Regions from separate parts of the Sus scrofa genome. Here region 2 is linked to region 1. The links are chromatin contacts, called in public HiChIP or PLAC-seq maps. All regions are on one chromosome and are shown on one strand. Each heading gives the region's core, a stretch centred on a gene start, on an enhancer-like site or on the middle of the called end of the contact. The rest is flanking DNA. Distances are from core to core; before and after follow the strand shown. Region 1 overlaps CD47 (CD47 molecule). Region 2 overlaps LOC106505815 (a long non-coding RNA gene).

Region 1 (5,102 bases), core at 1,646-4,145:
TATTAGATCTTCCCCCTGTCCTTTAAGAATAATCACCCTTTCTCTAATCTACCTGGGAAGCAAAGATTTTATTTTACCAAAATAATTGACTGTGCTTCACTTCGTCCTTTTTAGGTTTCAATTATTTAAGAAAACCCAACCTTCTCAATATTAAAAGAGCTGTTTAGTTCACAATTCTGTAAACTTCTAAATTTGCCTTTAATATATTCTATTATCATACTGGTTAAATAGATAATTAAGTGTTATTTTTTAATAATCTGTGATCCTATTCAGTCAAATGTTCAAATCTTTTGACATTTTAACAACCTCCCCAAATAAAATTCCAAATGAACACTTTTTGACCTCAAAGAACTTTGAGATTTCCCATAGGATTCTTAGAAAATTTCAAAGGATTTGCCTCTGACCCTGTAAAAGAGAGATGTTAAACTAATTATGTTTATTAGGTATATTAAGTTACAAAGAAAGCATTGTCAAATAAGTGATGATAAACCTTCTTAGGTTGTATTTGTATCCATGCAGGTTATTAATTTAAGTGTTCCAGAAAGTGTACGAATTTTTAAAATCTCATGTTCTAATATAATGTCAACAGTCATAATTCCAGTTATTCTCTTAAGATATTGTTTTCACTGAAATTAAAAAAAAAAAAGAATGATCACCCTTTCTCAAAGTCAACTGATTTGGGACCTTAATTGCATTCAGCAAAATCCCTTTTGCCACATGACACAACGTAATCGTGGGAGTGAAATCTTTCCTCTTCATACCCCATCCCCCTTCAAGGGGAGGGAATTATAAAAAGCTGATGGAGGGGGTGGAGGGGGTGGGGTGGGGGTGGTGGTGGCAGGGTTTGAGGGGGCCATCTTAGAATTCTGGCTTTGATTAAATAATTGGGGACTATATCCTAGCCAAGTCAGTATATTTAAAAAACCCCATCACAATCCTGAAGCATCAAGAAAATTGCAGCTTGAATTTTAGTGTCAGAAATTTTATTGTGATCTTCTTTTATGGAAATATAGTCTCTGTGTAGAGGTTACCCATGTATGTATTTGAAAAAGAGGCACACTCAGTTGATTAGAGTGATTTACTGGCTCTTTCAGGCCATCCCATTTTGTACACAGAGATAAGAGAAATGAGATCCTGGGTTTCTATAATATTTAGACTTGGAAGCAAAATTTCAGCACTTACCCATAAGCCACATCTTCTTTGCCTCTCACCTCAGGAGTTTATTTTCCTGGGAGCCGCTCTACCTGACCAGGAATTGGAGAGTAATGGACATGGTTGTCAGCGATAGCTTTGGTGGAGTAAGAGTAAGATGTCCTTGGATCATCTTTCTTAATCCTGAGGTGGAGAAATATCTGCTATTGTACTTAGTCCATTTTAAACTTTATTTTTGCAGTGCCATCGAAGCTTGGAACTAAAAGGAACCTTAGAGAAGTTCTTGTCTCCCTCTCCCCTAGGGAGACAAAAGTTAATCATCTGACAATACTACCATAACAAATCAGTAGCTTAAAACCATATACATAGTTTTGTATAAAACTTTGTGTTTTTCTCCAGTATCTCATCCAATACTTGAATATCCAATTCAGTTATCCTCAAACTTTTCCTACTGTAACAAATTGTTCATGTCAGTGAGAGAAGATAGATTATAGCAGGGAGCTGCAGCAGTGAATTTAAACTGAGAGAATCATGGATACTGCCCTCCCCTCCCCACCTACCCCCCACAAAATCACTGGGGTAGAAGCTGAGAGGGGAGAGTATGTGAAGTTTAATTCTGAAATTCTGATAAGCTCCAGTGAAGAATCACTTAGACAATAATTTTTGTTCTGTAATTTCACCCTCTGTCACTGAAATATCTCTCACTATTATTTCTACATAGAGGTGTAGAGTCAGCTATTAGTCATCTAGTCTGTATCCCCATCTAAACCATGAATTGGCTCTCTCACACTCCAGGTAGTTGGTCATTCAAACTTTTTACGTAAACGCTAGACTTAAACACTTGACGTGATGAGACTGTTACTTCCCAAAGGATTTTAGTCTATTATCGGGCAGTTCCCATTCTTCCTAGAGTCAAGCTAAAACTTGCAACCCTGTAATTTCTCACTCACTAGGAGGGCTGTGGTATTTCTCTTCCAAGTTTATTCTCCTCTAAGGTAAAAATCCCCAGTTCTTTCCACCGTTGCTCACGGTTTCAGGATCCCCATTCTAGTCACTTTCCTTTGAAACAATTTCCCTGTTATGTCTTTAAATGTGATAAGTAAAACTGAACTCAGGACTGCATTTGTGGGCCATGTCCTAACTTTCCTGCTACTGCCTGATTCTGCACTACCTTTTCTGATAGATCCTGCTTCTCTGTAATCCATTCCCTTCATAGCTGCCAAAGAAGAGTTTAAAGAAACTAGGTCATTTTTCTTCCCTATTTGAGGCCTTCTGATTACTTGTCATCGCTTGTAGAATAAAATATCCAAGCTTGCTTTCTTTTTTCTTTGCTTTTTTATTTTATTTTATTTTTTTAGAGCCACAGTGGTGGCATATGGAAGTTCCCAACCTAGGGGACGAATTGAAACTACAGCTGCCGGCCATAGCCACAGCAACACCAGATCCAAACCACATCTGCAACCTACACCACATCTTATGGCAATACCAGATCCCCAACCCTGTGAGCAAGGCCAAGGGTTGAACCCACATCCTCACAGATACTAGTTGGGTTCGTAACCCGCTGAGCTACAGCAGGAACTCCCCAGGCTTCCTTAACTCTTAAGACTCAACATGATCTTAACCCCAGCAAACTCTTTCCATCTCATCTGCTATCATTAAATTCTAGCCACACTCCCCTTGTGAATCGTTCAGTTCTCAAACTTGCAGTTCCTTCCTTGTATCTTCTTCCCTCTCTTCACATGACAAGCTCCTCCAATCTGAGGCTCAGAGCCAGTTCCTCTCCCCAGAGGCCTCTCTTTACTACCCACAAGAGGCTGTTCTTCAACCTCTCTCCCTCCTCAAGCTCATGGCCCCAACTGGCTTATTCAATTTTGAACCCCAGATACTTAGAAAAGCACCCTACCCTTAGTGGTCTTTCAATACATATTTGTGTAATAAGTGAGAAATGAGTGCTCAGACCCGGTCAAATACACTCTTATTTTCACTCATAGATTGCTATTAATATATCCTAAGACTGTTGAAGATGTCCCATTGTATATAGAGGGAGACCAGTGCAAGAACATTTCATTGTCAGCCTTTCTGGAACACAACATCAGATCCTGGCTGTATTTTGAAGGTAGCGACCACATGATTTACTTTCAGCCCAGAGTCGGGGAGTGAGAGAAACCAAGGGGTCAAGGATGAGTCCAGGGTTTTGGAGACATGGAGTCACCGCTACGGAAATGGGGAAGACTGTGGGGGGATTGGTGGAGGCATAGGGCGTGGAGTGTCAAGAGTCAGTTTGGAACGTGGTAGTTTAAGGCACTGGCGACCTTTAATTCACTGTGCTTCGGTTTCCTCAAAGATGAGGGGTTAATTAATCCTCATAAAATAATTGGAATAATTTAAAGAGTTAATGTATACAACTCAAAATAATAAAACAAGCAGAGAAAAATAAGTTGCCTAAGAATAGTCATTAGATCATAGAGCTTTTACCAAATCCTTTAGGCATTAGATATGAAAACCTGAGAGTGATTCATGAAGGTCTTTCCTGGTAGGATTTTAGACTGAATTGAAATGAGTTATCTTTGGTATAGGAAGGTTCTCAGTAGTTCAGTTGGAAATGAAGGTATTAATTCAGAATATCTGAAGACATCTGTCTCTTGGTAGAAATCTGCAACCATGAGAGCATTCCTCTCCCCACCCTGCAAAAGACTGTCTTTCATCCTATGACCTTTGGAACTTTTAGCTATAAACCAATTGAATCTCCACTATGTGTAGGGCAGAATGGCAGATTATGGAAAGGGAATACCTAAAAGATGGAATTTATAATGTTATAGTCTAGGGATCATTGTGAACATTTACCAGAGTTTACCATTCTAATCTTAACACAAGAAATGCATGGTTGGCATTATTGTATGAAAGTCCACGAGGTTCCTTACATGCTGATATGGAGTCTGAGCAGTGGAAAATTTGAAAGGGTTAATTTTAGAGGGACACAAGTGCTTGGTTTGAGCAGCATTTAGAAGTGTTCTTCACATAGAGACTTCCTTCTATATAGGCAAACTTTGAAATGCTTTCAGTGCATTTATTTGGCTTTATTGTTAGAGAAGAAATTTCACAGGTAAAATTATGGTCTTGAGAGTTGATAAGAGGCAATTAAACTTAATTTTTAAAAAGTTCTCAACAGGAGTTCCCATCGTGGTGCAGTAGAAATGAATCCGACTAGGAACCATGAGGTTGCGGGTTCAATCCCTGGCCTCGCTCAGTGGGTTAAGGATCTGGAGTTGCCGTGAGCTGTAGTGTAGGTCACCAGCGCAGCTTGGATCTGGTGTTGCTGTGGCTGTGGTGTAGGCCGGCGGCCACAGCTCTGATTAGACCCCTAGCCTGGGAATCTCCATATGTGGAGGGTGCGGCCCTAAAAAGCAAAAAAAAAAAAAAAGTTTTCAACAAATCTTATTTGATATCTTAATGTCACAGTTTCCTTTATATAGACTGTATAGTTATAGTCTCATTCTCTCGGTAACTTGTGATCCACTTAATAGAAGCTTCCTTAATACCCAGAATCTCTGGTGTTACTTTACATGTAAACAGTCATTTGAAGCCTAGTTATTCATAAATATATTTTCTATTCCAGAGTAAGTTTGAGAAAAGCTAAGGCTCACATCTATCTTGGTTTCAGTCAGAATAAGGTAAAGGTACCCAGTTGTACAACTTCCTCACTTTGATACGCTGAGTCAGTTTTTGCAGAAAGACTTCATTGTTGGTTTAAAGTACATTCCTGGCACACTGCACATACAGATATTTACCATAGGAATGACAACTAATAATTGTAGTTAATGTTTACTGTGCACTTGGTAAGTGCCAAGTTTTGCTTTAGGCCCTCTGCATGTATTAACTCTTAATAATCACAGCAGTCAAGCTGTACCAGTGTAACAGCTGAGGACCCTGAAGAGCAGAGAGGTGTTAAT
Region 2 (4,892 bases), core at 2,122-4,621, 100 kb after region 1:
CGAAAGAGACTTATATAAGTTACTGTCAGTGATGAGAGTTTTTTTTCTCCACAAAAAGAGGGACATTCCATCACGTTGTCTCATCAGTTGGACTGTTATTAATCTGAAGCCAGAGTTTTGAAGACTGGGAGGTTGTGCGTGCCTCTCTGAGAATGAGTCCAGTTAAAACGGTAAAATTCTCAGAGAGCTGCAGCCCAGGAAAATGATTGATGTTATGACTCAGAATTTATCACAGATCTATAATTTTTGAGCAGTAGGGGAATTCTTTTCAGGTTTTCAACCTGATCAGTTGCTCTCTGCTGGCCAATGAAGGAGGAAGTATCCGAATCTTTCATATGTGGCAAAATTTAGAGCAAGTAGAAGCTCGGAGACAGAAAGATTGAGAATTTTTTTGCAATTAATGTAGAAACTCCCAGAATTAAGGAAATAACCAATTTCAAATGAATTGCTATCTGAGTGAACATATAAGCTAACTGGCAGAAGATGGAGGATCAGGGTAAAAATCTCTAAGAAAAAACAGGTACAGAGATTGTAACATCAGAACCTCACTGTGTACTTTATGTTGAATGGTTCACACTGGGTCCCCCACAAGGGTTCATGTTCTATACAGGATGAAACTTCCAGGATGCCTAGTGGGCCTGTGGGCAAACCTCAAGCAGTCATTGACCTGGGGAACCACAGAGCCTCATGGCATGGAAAACTGCCTGGACATTTTGAGGATGACCTCTGAACTCTGGATGTTAAAATCCCTAAGCCTCAGAGGAAACCAAAGATTGCCTTCTTTTTTTTTTTTTTTTTTTAATATCTTCCTCTCATCTGGCACCTGGATGGAGCAAATTTCCCTCCTGGCAAAAGCAAGAGAGGTGTGGTCAGAGCTCCTCAGGCTGATGTCAGGCCAACCCCAGCTAGACCGGTTCTGTAAGTTACAGGGCATAATGAGGGCTGGATAACAAAGAGCAAATGATAATAACTCTAATAAGAAGGAAACACACAGACAAAAAAAAAAACAACAACCTAACAGCCCAAGACAGCATAGTTGTGAAATCTGAAAGTAGTCTTTGAAGGGATATTTCTCCCCTTTTATTTCAAAAGAAATGTTCCGGGTGGAAAGGAGAAGACATTGATGACAAGTTGGAAATATAGAAAGAGTTTGTAAGGAAGCGGGAGGTAGAGGAAAAGGGGGCTCCACGGGCTGTGCAAGGGCTTCTGCGGCAGTGAGGTGAGGGACAGCGACCTCTGGCCAGTCGTACTGTGGGCAGTAGCAGAGACTATGTCACTTCTTTCACTGTCACTTGTGTGACGTGCTGCCGGTCTGGCCTGGAATGAAAGGGGGACTTAGAGAGGGGTGAAGATTCTGGAGCTGTATCTGGGAGCAAACCAGAGACATGCTCTTTTATTTTAGAAAGACTGGATTTCTTCCCCGCCTGCAGTCATTCACAGGTGAGCCTGGTCGGGATGTTTCCTGTGAGCTAAACAAAGGTATTTTAGCTTAATGCTCATTACCTCGGAAGTGGGGGTTCTCAGAGCTGGGCCCTTATGTATAACCTATGTTTAGAGGCAACATTTGATATTCTCAAATGATATATTCTGTTGACATTCATAAATTATATAATGAAATAAGTCCTTTGTGTATTGTTAGGCATCTTAGCTCGGTGTATCTAATTGAAAATTTCTGTGAGCTTTCTGGTGCCTGCTTTCAAATAAGGGTGTTGAGAAGATAAAGTAGTACCACCTTTAGGAAAGCAATTTAACAATAGCTAACTCAATAATTTTAAAGGCGCAGAGTCCCTGTCCTGGCTTAGTGGTTAACGAACCCAATTAGCATCCAGGAGGATGTGGGTTTGATCCCTGGCTTCACTCAGTGGGTTAAGGATCCGGCATTGCCATGAGCTGTGGTGTAGGTCGAAGACGGGGCTTGGATCCCACATTGCTGTGGCTCTGATTTAGGCCCTCATCTACAGCTCTGATTGGCCCCCTAGCCTGGAAACCTCCATATGCCACAGGTGCAGCCCTAAAAAGACCAAAAAAAAAAAAAAAAAAGAATTTTAAAGGCCCTTTTACTCTTTATCTAGTTATTCCCTTTTTTTGAAACAGCCTAAACAAATAATAATTAATGCAAAGATCCATGAGTGAAGATGTTTATTATCATGTTACTTATAAAAGGTGAAAAATTCCTAACAGTTCAGATGCTCAAAAATTAGAGCTTGGTTAGGTAACTTATGAAAATCCATACTATGGATGTAATGGAACTATTAAAATGATAGTTATAAAGAGTATTTTATATCATTGGTATATGTCTATGACATAATTTTAAGAGGGGGAAAAACAAGCTAGTAAACTTTATATGCAATATAAACTCAGCTATATAAAATATGTATTATGCATAGAAAGAGAAAATAGATTAAAAACTAACTTTGAGTGATAAGATTATGTTCAAGTTTTAGTCCTTTCTTTTTTCCAATTTTATCTCCAAGTTTTCTACACAAGCAAGCAGTTAATTTTTAATATAAAAAAAGAGAAATGCCTATGCATGTATGAGCACATGTGCGTGAATATTCCTATATGCACCCATGTAGGCTCTCACACACTTGGTGTCTTGACAGGAAAGCAGCTTGCTCTTGCACAATGGCTGTCATTTGTGTTACAAGTTCAATATTCGTATTACTTTTTGTTTTCTAGCGTGAATAATAGTTGCAGAGCTATTTGCACACACACATACACAGCATGTACACACCATATACGAACACAAGTGCACCCACACACCACTAAAATCTTTGTGGACAGGATTTGAGACGAAATAGAATGGAATATATAAAACTCCCTCTCCAAATGTTTCCTCTCTTTCTCTCTTCCTTCCTCTTTTTTCCTCCCCTTTTTTTTTCCCTTTCTTCCAATCACTCTTCCACTCCCTAATGCCTGAAGAGTGAATGTGAAAGACACGCATAGGGGAGGGGACAGCAAGGCTAGCAGATTGCCTTGGCAGGATTAGAGGGTAGTCGTGTCAGTTAGCATGGAGCCAAAACACTGCTGAGGTTGGGTCCAGCCTGTGCTGGAGAAGGGCTTCAGAGGCAGAGAGCTTGGATTCAATGAGACGGCCATTTGGAGCCCCAGTAGGCGCCCCAGCAGGAAGCACCCACATTCCAGAGAAGACCAATGGGAAAGAAGGCCGAGAGCCAAGGTACAGGCCTGGCGGCCAGTCTCTTCTCATCTCCGGAGCGCCAGGAAACTCGGGCTTGGCACAGAGTTGTTCTCTTTCAGTGGGTAGAGGGGGCTATTTCCTCTCCCCTTTCCCAATATTCCAGCTTCATGTAAAACAGAGGTCACGGATTCAAAGGCCTCAGGATTCGGCTGTTATGCAAGTGAGACAGGCCAAGTGTGATGAAACACAGAGTGACAGGGACTGCGGCCTAGTGGGACGGCTGATCTGAATGTTCTATGTACTTTCAGGCCAGCGCTTTTGCTCAGTGGGTATGAAGCCAAGAGTTGCAGGTCTTCCAATTTTTCAAAGGAAGCTGAATATCCAAAGGCGCTTGGAATTCTAGGGTGTGTGTGTGTGTGTGTGTGTGTGTGTGTGTGTGTGTATGAAAGATCTCAATTTTTCAAACGTTGGCTCAATTAAAAAAAAAAACAGCAGTGAGTAGACCAAATAAAACATGTCTGCTGGCTGGGTTTACTATGTGGTCCATTGGTTGGGGAATTTCTGAAGTAAAACTAAGTAAAACTGCCTCCCTTCTTCCCTTATGGCTAGTAGGAAACATGGTATCTCTTTAAAGAGGCAAATATTTCATTCCTGCTGTGTGCACGGCATACCCTACACACTATAAGGGATATGTGAGAAATACTCAGTTATTCTAGGCCTTCTGGGAAGTTAAGATACTGCTGAAGCAATAAGCTATTCAGGAAAGTCAGGTAATAGTGCTACACAGAATTCTGGTATTAAGGCCTAAATGGATCAGATTAAATATACCAAAGTCACCTTAAAAAGAAAGAAGGGTTTTTAGATTTTTATCGAAACTTGTTTGTGGTAAAGCCAGTGGTGTGGAAGTATCCAGGGTATTGTTCACTTTTACATTCCTAGAACTTGGCACATGGTAAATCATGTTCAACAAATATTTCTTGAATAAAAGGATAAAATTAATGAGTCACAGAAGGGAAAAACTAAGTCTTGTGAGCTTAGAAAAATGGGTAAAAAGAGAAGCAGGTATTTTCACTGTTGATGACAATATACAATAGAGAGACACTGAATTTAGGGGCCGGAGTATCTGGTCAGTAGGGTCTCCATTCCTGCTAGGGAGCAAGGGGGTGTAACTAGTTCTCACTGTAACCCATATTAAATAGTCCACAAGGCTATTTTCCTTCTGCTGAAAGTTTTAGTCAGCCTCCTAATGACCAATTAAGCTTTCCTGACATTTGATGGAGGGGGCGAAGGACCCAGGATAGGGGGCCCTCGTGTTCTGCTTATGTGCTTGGCCTCGTCTTTTTTATAATGAGTATCCTGACTTACACAGGGTGCTGAGAGAGTCTGGTTAGCAGTACTCCAACTCTCTGGGTCAGATGCCACTCTTCAGGATCTTGTCTTGGTAACTTGCAAGTGACCTTCCTTGCTGGTGCCTCTAATTCATCGTCCCTTTTCTCCTGGAACTGACATCACAGAATAATGGCCTCAGTGAGCAAAGCAGACAGAACACACAGTTGTAGATCAAAGAAGGCAGCAGTTTTGAGTAGTCAAGAGAAGGCTCATGGAGCTCCCATCCTGGCGTGGTGGAAACAAATCCGACTAGGAACCATGAGATTTTGGGTTCAATCCCTGGCTTCACTCAGTGGGTTAAGGATCCGGCGTTGCCGTGAGCTGTGGTGTAGGTCATAGACAGGCTTGGATCTGGCGTGGCTGT

Evidence for each region. HiChIP or PLAC-seq counts read pairs in DNA pulled down with a chosen protein or histone mark.
Region 2: an H3K27ac HiChIP or PLAC-seq map of alveolar macrophages shows a contact between it and region 1. The contact joins two enhancer-like sites. A contact is called at or near these places in 6 of 47 Hi-C or Micro-C datasets (embryonic fibroblasts, fibroblasts, liver and 2 more) and 1 of 2 datasets of contacts at active chromatin or transcription factors (alveolar macrophages).

The regions. Positions count from the first base shown.
Region 1 is chr13:151,446,131-151,451,232 of Sscrofa11.1, forward strand. All of the region lies in intron 2 of CD47 (CD47 molecule), which reads left to right. Among named protein-coding and RNA genes, the nearest start is that of CD47, 19 kb to the left of the region's middle. Within about 2 kb of position 2,896, at least 3 of the 83 cell types and tissues checked have an H3K27ac peak or open chromatin away from gene starts, as enhancers often do. A contact at or near this core is called in alveolar macrophages, where this site is marked.
Region 2 is chr13:151,546,135-151,551,026 of Sscrofa11.1, forward strand. All of the region lies in intron 2 of LOC106505815 (a long non-coding RNA gene), which reads left to right. It overlaps LOC106505816 (a long non-coding RNA gene), which reads right to left. Exons shown (of 3, transcript XR_001300590.2): 2 at 4,505-4,641; 3 at 1-1,317. Among named protein-coding and RNA genes, the nearest start is that of CD47, 120 kb to the left of the region's middle. Within about 2 kb of position 3,372, at least 16 of the 83 cell types and tissues checked have an H3K27ac peak or open chromatin away from gene starts, as enhancers often do. A contact at or near this core is called in alveolar macrophages, where this site is marked.